2 separate regions of the Muntiacus reevesi genome follow, and region 2 is linked to region 1. The links are chromatin contacts, called in public Hi-C maps. All regions are on one chromosome and are shown on one strand. Each heading gives the region's core, a stretch centred on a gene start, on an enhancer-like site or on the middle of the called end of the contact. The rest is flanking DNA. Distances are from core to core; before and after follow the strand shown. Region 1 holds the start of MED28 (mediator complex subunit 28). Region 2 holds the start of DCAF16 (DDB1 and CUL4 associated factor 16).

The links. A called contact is a pair of places that touch in the nucleus more often than the background predicts.
Region 2: a Hi-C map of muscle shows a contact between it and region 1, with 5 times the contacts expected there. The contact joins the promoter of DCAF16 here to the promoter of MED28 in region 1. A contact is called at or near these places in 2 of 3 Hi-C or Micro-C datasets (blood and muscle).

What each region holds. Positions count from the first base shown.
Region 1 is chr16:35,439,215-35,444,233 of mMunRee1.1, reverse strand. It overlaps MED28 (mediator complex subunit 28), which reads right to left and starts at 3,526. Exons shown (of 4, transcript XM_065907097.1): 1 at 3,353-3,526; 2 at 287-353. The coding sequence starts at 3,511.
Region 2 is chr16:35,596,873-35,601,398 of mMunRee1.1, reverse strand. DCAF16 (DDB1 and CUL4 associated factor 16) reads left to right here and starts at 2,488. Exons shown (of 2, transcript XM_065907105.1): 1 at 2,488-2,712. It overlaps NCAPG (non-SMC condensin I complex subunit G), which reads right to left and starts at 2,374. Exons shown (of 21, transcript XM_065907529.1): 1 at 2,169-2,374; 2 at 841-1,047; 3 at 128-356. The coding sequence starts at 2,279.

The DNA of each region.
Region 1 (5,019 bases), core at 2,277-4,776:
TCACAAGTACCTGTCTGGGGACAGAACTTGGACGAGAAGGGAGAAGCACAAAACTTAGTTCTTTAAAAAGCAGTACACACTATTGGCCTTCTCTGTCTTGGTACCAACATGAAAAGCTCATTCATTTTAAGTGGTTCATTATGAGTGACATGAGATGTCAATAAACTGAACAAAAACAAGAGATATATAGATTGACTACACAAATCTTACTCCTGGAAAAGTTCTCTCAGGATACAGCAGGACTGAAACATACCAAATGTAAAATCAGCAATGACGGAATTCTTACCAGTTCGAATTTCTTCCTGATCTGTACCATTGACATAATCTTGACTCACCAGAGAAGCAAAGCAAGCCTGTGTGATCAAAATATCACAGAAGAAAAAAATGTCATTTACACATCAAGAATCTTAGAGTAAGAAATAACTTCTCCTGATGTCATTCAATTAGTTAACAGCTTCTGAGTTTGCATACCAAACGACAAGACACTGTGTCAATGAAGAAACTTGGTAAACTGAGCCCATTAGGCCCACATAGGAAGCTGGTATTTGCAGGCACCCCATCTGGTCTCTCTCCCACTGCTGCTCCTTTTCCAGCTCTCATTCCACACAAGGGCCTGGATCCCTATTCCAGTCCCATCTGTAGCTCCTTCCTTTGATGCTTACATGACGCGTATAATCACACATTCAGGAATCAGGTCAACTGTCACCTACTCAGAGGATATCCCTGTCTACTCTTTCAAAATGGTGTCCCTCAGGCTCATGCTCCAACCTCAAGCCCTGCATTATTGTTTTTAACCTGGTTAACTGATCTTGTGCCATCCTCTCAGTTCATTATTAGCTGTGCCTTACTAGCAGCTGGGAATTTTACCTATCTTACTGTTTGGCACAATGTGGATGCTCAATAAATACATGTTACTGACTGACTGGACAACCTAAGAGAAAGTGGTGTCATATGAACAAACAAGTCCCAGTGAAGGATTCTCTATAAAGGAACATGGATCTAGAGGCACAGGAGTTCTGTGCAAGGGTAACTCTCAGGAAATGGACGAAGAAGGGCGATCACAGAACAGAAAGGACAAAAAGAGAACCAGATGGGACCTGGCGTGGGGGTGGGGGGGTGAGGAAGGAAAATCTCAAACCTCAGGAAAGCACTGACCTCGTTTGCTAGTAAGCAAACTACACTAGGTGTGAGGCAGGCAAGTCTAGGTTCAAATTTAGGCCATCATTCAGATGTGAGAGCCTTTCTCCTGCCTGCAATTACCCTTCAGAAAAATCAAAGATTTTTCCAGGGAAAATCCTGTAACAATCAAGAAACTGGAAAAACAGACTGCCCATTCTGTGTATTACTTTGAAAGGTGACCCTTGTTGGATTTGGGATGTAGGGGGTGTGCACCTGCTTTGTGAAACCTGTGGTTACTGGAAAACATCTCATCCAGGAAGCCAGCCAGTCACAAGCTGGCAAAGAAAGCTGGGGCTGCTCCTGCACCAGCAGAGCCACAGAGAGGATAGGAGGAAAACTCATCTCAGGAATTTTAGTCTCCTCCTTCCCCTTAAAAAAATACAAATAAATAAACAGATAAATAAGACACAATACACATACGAATATTTAGCTGACGAAAATAAAAACACTAACTCAGAAAGGTACCTGTACCTCATGTTCATTGCAGTATTTATTCACAATAGCTGAGATATATGTTAACAATGTGAGTGTCCATCAATGGATGAATGAGTAAAGAAGTTATGGCATACACACATACACAACAAATATTATTCAGTCATAAAAAGGAACAAAAGCTTGCCATTTGTGACATGGATGGACCTTGAGGGTGTAAGTCAGCCAGAGAAAAACAACTACTATATGATCTCACTTATTAATGAACCTTAAAACCACCACCACCACCAATAAAACCAAGCTCACAGATACACAGAACAGATTGGCGCTTGCCAGAGACAGGTGATGAGATGAGTGAAATGGGTGAAAGCTAAAAGGCAGGAACTTCCAGTTATAAATATAAGTCATGGGAATTTCCCTCCTGGCTCAGTGGTAAAGAATTCACCTGCCAATCTGGGGGACATGGGTCTGAGCTCTGGTCTGGGAAGGTCCCACATGCCATGGAACAACTAAGCCTGTGCACCCCAACTACTCAAGCCTGCAGGCCTAGAACCGGTGCTCCACAATAAGAGAAACCACTGCAATGAGAAGCTTGCACACCCCAACTAGAGAGCAGCCCCTGCTCCCCACAACTGGAAAAGGCCCGTGCAAAGCAATGAAGACCTGAGGGGACCCGGTGAAGTCATAAACAAACAAATAAATCTTTAAAAATAGATAAACAAGTCATGGGTATGGAATGTACAGAGTAATTTAAAAAAAATTTTTTGTAACTATGTATGGTGACAGATATTAGCTAGACTTATTGTGGTGATCACTGCAATACATACAAATAACAAATTGTGTTGTACACCTGAAACTAGTATATGTCGATTACACTTCAATTTAAAAACAGAAAAAATCTCCCAGACCGCTGAGGCACTGATGACCCCATTACATCTAAGTTGTAGTTGTATATGGATGTGGAAGGGAGGAAATATTACATATTTATATAATTACCATTTGGGGCAATATTTGGATGACACACCATCTATTACTATTCTGACTTAAAACTTGTCATATGCAACCAAAGTGAAAATGAGTTTCAGCAAAACTCAAAAGTCTGGGTCACCTCTGCCTCTCTCTTTACCCCCCAGCTTTCCTCCTCCTCCCTCAGTCTTAGTACCAACTTCCCCTACAGTAACTTTTAAATAATTCCATTTCGGCTCCAAGAGACCCACTACGTCAGGACCCTTTAAGGGTGGAGCCCAGTGGAAAGGATGCAGGACACAATGATAGACACTGCAGTCTAGAGGGTGAGCACGTAACACGCAGGAACGCAGGAAACCAAGGACGGGACCAAGGCTGGAGTGAGGCAGGAACAACCTATGGAGAACCAAGAAGGGTCCCCCGATTGGGTACGGATAAACTTCCAGTCTGCGTGCCTCCAGAAACGTCAAGGTGACGCATATTCGCCAGCCTGTGCTTGCGTGCTAAGTCGCTTCCGTATTGCCCGACTCTGTGCGACCCTGTGGACTAGTAGCCTGCCAGGTTCCTCTGTCCACGGGATTCTCCAGGCAGCGTACTAAAGGAGAATTTCGGCCACGACTCGATGTGGCGACTAAAGCAAGTGACTTACGCTCTCTGAACCCGGTTCCCTATTTGTAAGCGGGTGGAGATATCGCTGAAAGAGATAACCTGCGCACGCGCAGCATGCCTGGGGTGGGGGAAGGCTGGGAACACAAACGCCCACGTCTCATCTTACCTCGAAAGATGATTCCAACTCGTCCACCAAGGTACTGTTAGAAGTTCTCGGAACGCCTGGAGTGGCCTGAAGAAGCGAAGCTTGGCCCAGGAGCCCCGGCGGAGGTTGCGGAGGTCCAGGTGGCTGTCCAGAGAACATGCCTCCCAGTGGAGCCGCCATTTTAAAAATGGTGCCTGGAGCTGGTGCCCGCGGGTCACGTGACGTAAGTGGTCATGTGACAGCGTCCGGGGCGAGTTGGCGTCTGTGGGATGCCTGGGAAACCTTTCGTTTGGTGCTTTATTTCCAGACTCACAGGCAACCAGGCTTTTACTTTTTTTTTTTTTTTAACCTTGAGAATTGAAGGCTAGGATTTAACACAGTTGTGTGGAGAGGAGAATCAGTAAGTACGGTGGAGCGAGTCCTCCTGCGGAGTCAGGTATTCCTGTACCACTCCCGCCTTCGCTCTCAACTCCTGAAATTGCTTTGGCCCTGGCGCTTTCTCGGGCCACGTTTTACCCTCTGGTAGAAGGGAGGTGCGCGTTCATCCCGCAGACATTTATTGAGAGTTTCACTGTGTGCCACTTTCTAATCCAGTCACTGGGCATGTAGCTGGAATAAACTGGGGAAATGTCCCCCGAATCCCTTCAGGGGAGATCCAGGTAACAAAAACGACATAACATTGTTGAGACCCCCTGTCTGTGTGCTGGGCGCTATTTGCTTTAGATATTTATGCTTACATTAAATAAAGTCACTATGCTAGTTAAAAAAATTTTTTTTGCTTATTCATCTTTTCAGAAGCTAAATACTTTTTCACTATATTTAACTTTATAGTTATCCTGTTCATTTGTTAAGTCATCTGTGTCCCAGGTTCTATTTAATGATCTGGGGGTTACAGTAATCACCGCAAGTTTCTGCTTTCGGAGAGTTTACCGTTGTTTTGTGGAAGAGACGGATAAGCATGTACATATTTAGAGTGATATCATGTAGAGATAATTGTCAAGAAGGAAACTAAAGCCCAGTAAGGGGATGACTCCCTGGAGGAGGCATGGCAACCCATTCCAGTATTATTGCCTAGAGAATCCCCATGGATAGACACATCTGGCGGGCTACAGTCCATGGGGTAGCAAAGAGTCGGACACGACCAAAGCAGCTTGGCATGGCAAGGCACACTCCTAAAACATTTTTGAGAACTCCAAAATGTTTTTGTTTATGTGAGGTATGTTGGGCAATATTTACCTATTAAAAAGGTAGACATTAAAATTGAGACTTTAAAAATGTATATTGGAAAAATAAGCCTATTATATGATAACAAATGGTGTAATTAAAAATGTAACTTCTATAAAACCAAAAATACAGTGGAAACATTTTGCATTTTACTCTTGGGTTTCCAATGGCCATAGGGCTACTTGAAGTCTAGATTTCTTAACTTCAGTGATCTATTAACACTGTTGTGTTCTAAACCACTACTCTCTTGGATTTGCTGCTGTCTGAAGCCATGCCTCTCTGCAAGCCATGCCTTGTCCTTAGTGATTCAGATGCAGATTACACCACCTGTCTCTGGAAGTTTTGAGGATCTGCCAAGGTTTTCTGAATACTTGGTAGCCAGATACACCAGCAATGAGAACTAAATTTCATCTCAGCCAGATTAGGTAAGCACAGGAATCCGGAATCCGGTCATTCTGTTTGTA
Region 2 (4,526 bases), core at 1,239-3,738, 160 kb before region 1:
AAATCATATATGTGTACAATATATATGAACTATACTCTTCCATAATATGTCATAATGAGAAAATTCATCAGCTGAGAATTTAACAGAATCAACAGAACTGAAAAAGGATTTAGGGAGCTATACATACCATTAACCACTGGGCATTCATCATCTTTGGGATCCTGAAGGCGTGAAAGAGCAAGAACTGCCTGTATCCTTACATTTGGAATTTTATCTTTCAATCTAATAAGCATGGCTTCGTTAATTTTATCAAACAAATCATCATCAATCTGGGCATTTTCTGGCATATTTCCCAAGAGCTTGTTTATGAGCTGGCACACTCTAAATCTAACTGCATTGCTGTTTGCTTCATGAGACTAAAACAGAAACAAATCAAAATTTATTCCAAGTCACATGCCATTATTAAATAATAACATACCATTTGAATTCTGTATGTTTAGAATTCAAGAATATATAACAATAATAACTCATAACTTGCAGAAAAACCTTGATCCATACGTATACTAAATCCACATTACATACCACAAAGACTCAAAACATAGCCTAAAGTATTCACTAAATTACAAAAGCATATTCCTCTTTGTAGGAACTCTCACTTCTAAAATAGAGAATCCATTTAAAACAAATGCTTATGAGAACTGGCTTAGAATGGTCATTAAAAATTTAATGCAGAGTTATTTTTTAAAGTTCACATTTTAATCTTAATGACAGTTCTAATATTTCCTTTACATTTTCTCAATTATCAGATATTTCATTGTCTAAGATGCACAAACTCCTATGGCCCTTTTAAAATAGCAAAATGTTCTATACTGTTCTCCTGAAATTCTAGTTTTCCTATACCTTTAATAGAAAAGTAAGCAAATAATTTAAAATGCCACCATCCTCCTCCTCCTCTTCATCATTTTCCATATCTGATTGGTGAAATGAAGTAACAAACTTTGCCGCAAATTCTATTACTCTTTCCACAGCTGGTTCTCGTTTATAGACCACCATAGCATATTTAAGGTAATGAACAAACTCCTCATGAAAACCTGTCTTGTCATCCACCTGAAAGAGAAAAGAAACCCTTCAAAAACTGCATGGATTAAATCCTTTTTTCTCAACATTACTCTAAAAAGCTGAAAACACCAGCCCTTACCACAAACTAAAATCATTATTTAGTAAACTCTCAATTATCCAAACCACCAAAGGGGAAATCAATCTGCACAAATCTCTCTAAAGAAATGTACTTCTCCCAGAAAGAAAACAAACGTGAATTTTGACAGTGAAAAGAATTCCTCCGATATTTTTTTCAACACTCTAATTCTCCATATGATGCCTTGGTACCAGTTTAGTAAAAATCTGCTTCTTTATGAACAATCCAAAATCAATAACAGCGTCTGCATTTTACCGAATTACCTTTAATGTGCGTGGGCAAGTAGCCGCTGCAGTTGCGTCTCTTTGCGACCCTATGGACTGTAGCCTGCCACGTTCCTCTGTCCATGGAATTCTCCAGGCAAGAACACTGGAGTGGGTTGCCATGCCCTCCTCCAGGGGATCTTCCCGACTCAGGGATCGAACCCGCGTCTCCTGAGGCTCCTGAACTGCAGGAGTATTCTTTACCTCTGAACCACTGGGGAAGCCTATTACCCTTAATATTACACAGCAATTCCTTTCCGATAATAACTTTCACATCTTGTCTCATATCCTCAAGCCCTATTATACTGACATAATTTTTCTAGCACCTCAAGATAATTTATTTTCCTAAAAACCATTGTCCTATTCGTCTCAAGACTTCATTCAAAAGGAAGCACAGTATTTTCGTGACTAGGAAGACTCTGGTGCTAACAATTAATTTGCTAATTGGTGATCTGATGCAATTTCACTGTGGTGCGAAGTTTAAGTAATTAGATGTGGGCGGCGACCAGAAGGACAACAACCGTTGAGCCACCAGGCTCAGGACCCAGGATGCAGCCCTACACTAGGTCGCCCCGGTACGCACAAACATTTCTCTTAAATTCACTACCAGAGAATTAACGGTCTACGCCGTAGACCTCTTCGAACCGGGTCTGGGGAGTTGAGAGACTGGAGTCGTGATGAAATTAGTCGGAAGGGTAGCGGGAAGCCCCTGGGAGAGAGGCTGGGGAGGGAAGAGGCGGGGGCCCCGGACCGCGGGCGGCCGCGCTTACCGAGCCGTAGGTGCGATTCAGCGCCACCACCAGCTTCGCCTGGTTCTGGTGAGGCTGCTGCGCCAGCTGGAAGGCCTCCTTAATCGGCAGCAATCTCTTCTCCTTCCCCATGGCGCCAATACCCGGCCGAGACGAAGCCTGTTCACATTCGCCTACTGCTGGCCCGACGGACCAAGGTCCGCGTCTCCACTGGGAAGCAGACAGTCGAGGGCGTGGTTACCGCCAAAGCTTTCAAACAACTCCCGCGGGAGAAAGAAATACCGCGAGACTACCGCGAGTGCGTAGAGCGGCGAGAGCGGGAAGAGGTGAATCCACTGCCTTCGACAACGCGGTTTGGGCGCATGCGCTGAGGGTCTTTTAAGCCGTTTTCCGAGAAAGACTTGGCGTTTCTAAGAGAAAGGGTCATTGGCTCCCCCGGAAGAGATATCCGCCGGGAGTGCAAACTCTGTGGAGATTCGACTATTGGAACCGAGCTGGTGACGCTAGGCCTAATCGGGTCTTGCGGCTGGGGGTGAGGCGAGGAAGAAGAAAGGATCCTCCATGGGTGAGAACAGGGACTCTGCTGAGGGGAAGAATCCCTGCTCCCCCTGAAGGGGAGGAGGGAAGGCTGGGGCGTCTGGGAGTGCTGCGCAGCGGCCCGGCTTCTACTGAGAAGGGAAATGTTCCGAGGTCTTCTGATGGAGGCGAGCCGCTTTTTAATTCTGAGCGGTTGTTGTCCTTCTGGTCAGTGCTCACATCTAATTACTTAAACCTCGCCCCACAGTGAAATTGCTGGTGGAGAGGCTGCAAACGTGGGAGGCAGTTGGGAAGAGAGGCTCGAGTTAATTTAGATACAGCTTGTTGTAGATGTACAGGCTTTGAAGGCCTGGTTTACAAACGTGCATGTTTAGTCGCTAAGTCGCGTCCAACTGTCTGCTATCCCAGAGACTGTAGTCCGCCATGCTGCTCTGTCCGTGGGGGATTTCCTAGGCAAAAATACTGAAGTGGGTTGCCATTTCCTCCTCCACGGGATCTTCCCCACCCTGGGATCTAATCCGCATCTCCTGCTTTGGCAGGAGGGAGCCACTGAGCCACCAAGGGAAGCCCCACAAAGGTACCTAAGGGCAGCGTTTTCAACAAAGGAGAACACAGATTGGGAAAGGGTATAGAGATTAAGATAAATTTGGAGTGCCTTCCTAATTTTTTTTAATGGAGTTATTTCAGATAGAAAGCAACAGAATTAGATTACAGTGCTTCATGTACGCCTTTTTCCTGTCGAACTATCTTCCCTCCCCGGCAGTAATGGGTTTTCTTCTTTTTTGGAGGGCGCGGGGCGGGGTGGGGGGCATTTTCTTAATTTACTGTTAACTTTTGTGTGTTAATGACATATGAATAAATCTGTGAATAAGTATACTGTATTGTTTTCATGTTCTGACGTTATATGAATAATCATATGGAACCTGCTTTTTCCCATAACTGTTATTTTTGAAGTTTATTCATATTGATACTTTCGTAACAGTAACTGAACACCTTATGGACCGTTTGTCTAGGAAAAAGTAATCAGTGGTTGATCTAGGAAGGAAAAGGAAAATTTTACTCAAGCCAACCTGAGGATTATAACCCATGAGATAGTCTTTCAGAAAGCTCTGAGAACTGTTCTGCCCTTTAGAGGACTAAGCACGATTATATATGTTTTTGAGACGAAGGGTGACAGTCAACGCATTACTGACAGTTTACACAATCCAGATCTATGGGTATGAAGAGAGTAGTAGGTCATACGAGACCCCCTACAAGATTAAGAAGGAAGGTTATCTCCTAGGAGGTCTGGTTAGTGCAGCTACACAACACACACTAAAGGGGAGGGAGGAGGCCCAAACAGGCAGAGAAAAAATGTATGTTTTAATTTTTATTTTCTTGCCATAAAATTGTATTTTATTTCATTGCCTTTTATGCCAAGACACTGTTCTAAGCACTTCACTTAATCCTCCGATACAACTCTTGAAACTACTTTCTCCTTTTTAAGCAGGGGAAACTGAGGTACATCTAGGTTTCGCTAATATTCTATTGTTTGAGTATGCCATAATTTGTTCATACATTCCCTTGCTTCATAGTCCTAATTCCTGAAACATTGTAGGTATTCAAATTCTAGTTAAAATAAATATGGTAGTAGTTGGAGTCCCCATAATTTCAAAATTATCAAGATGTCTAATTTCTGAAAAGGCAAGATGTGTGGGTACTTTAGGTTAATCAGCTGCAGGAAAATCATAGAGGTTTAAAAGTGCATGGAATATGCTTGATAACAATTATAATCTCACTGTAGATTAAAACAGAATATCTAGACAGCTGTGGTGAAAGAAACATAGAAAGGTCATTATTTTT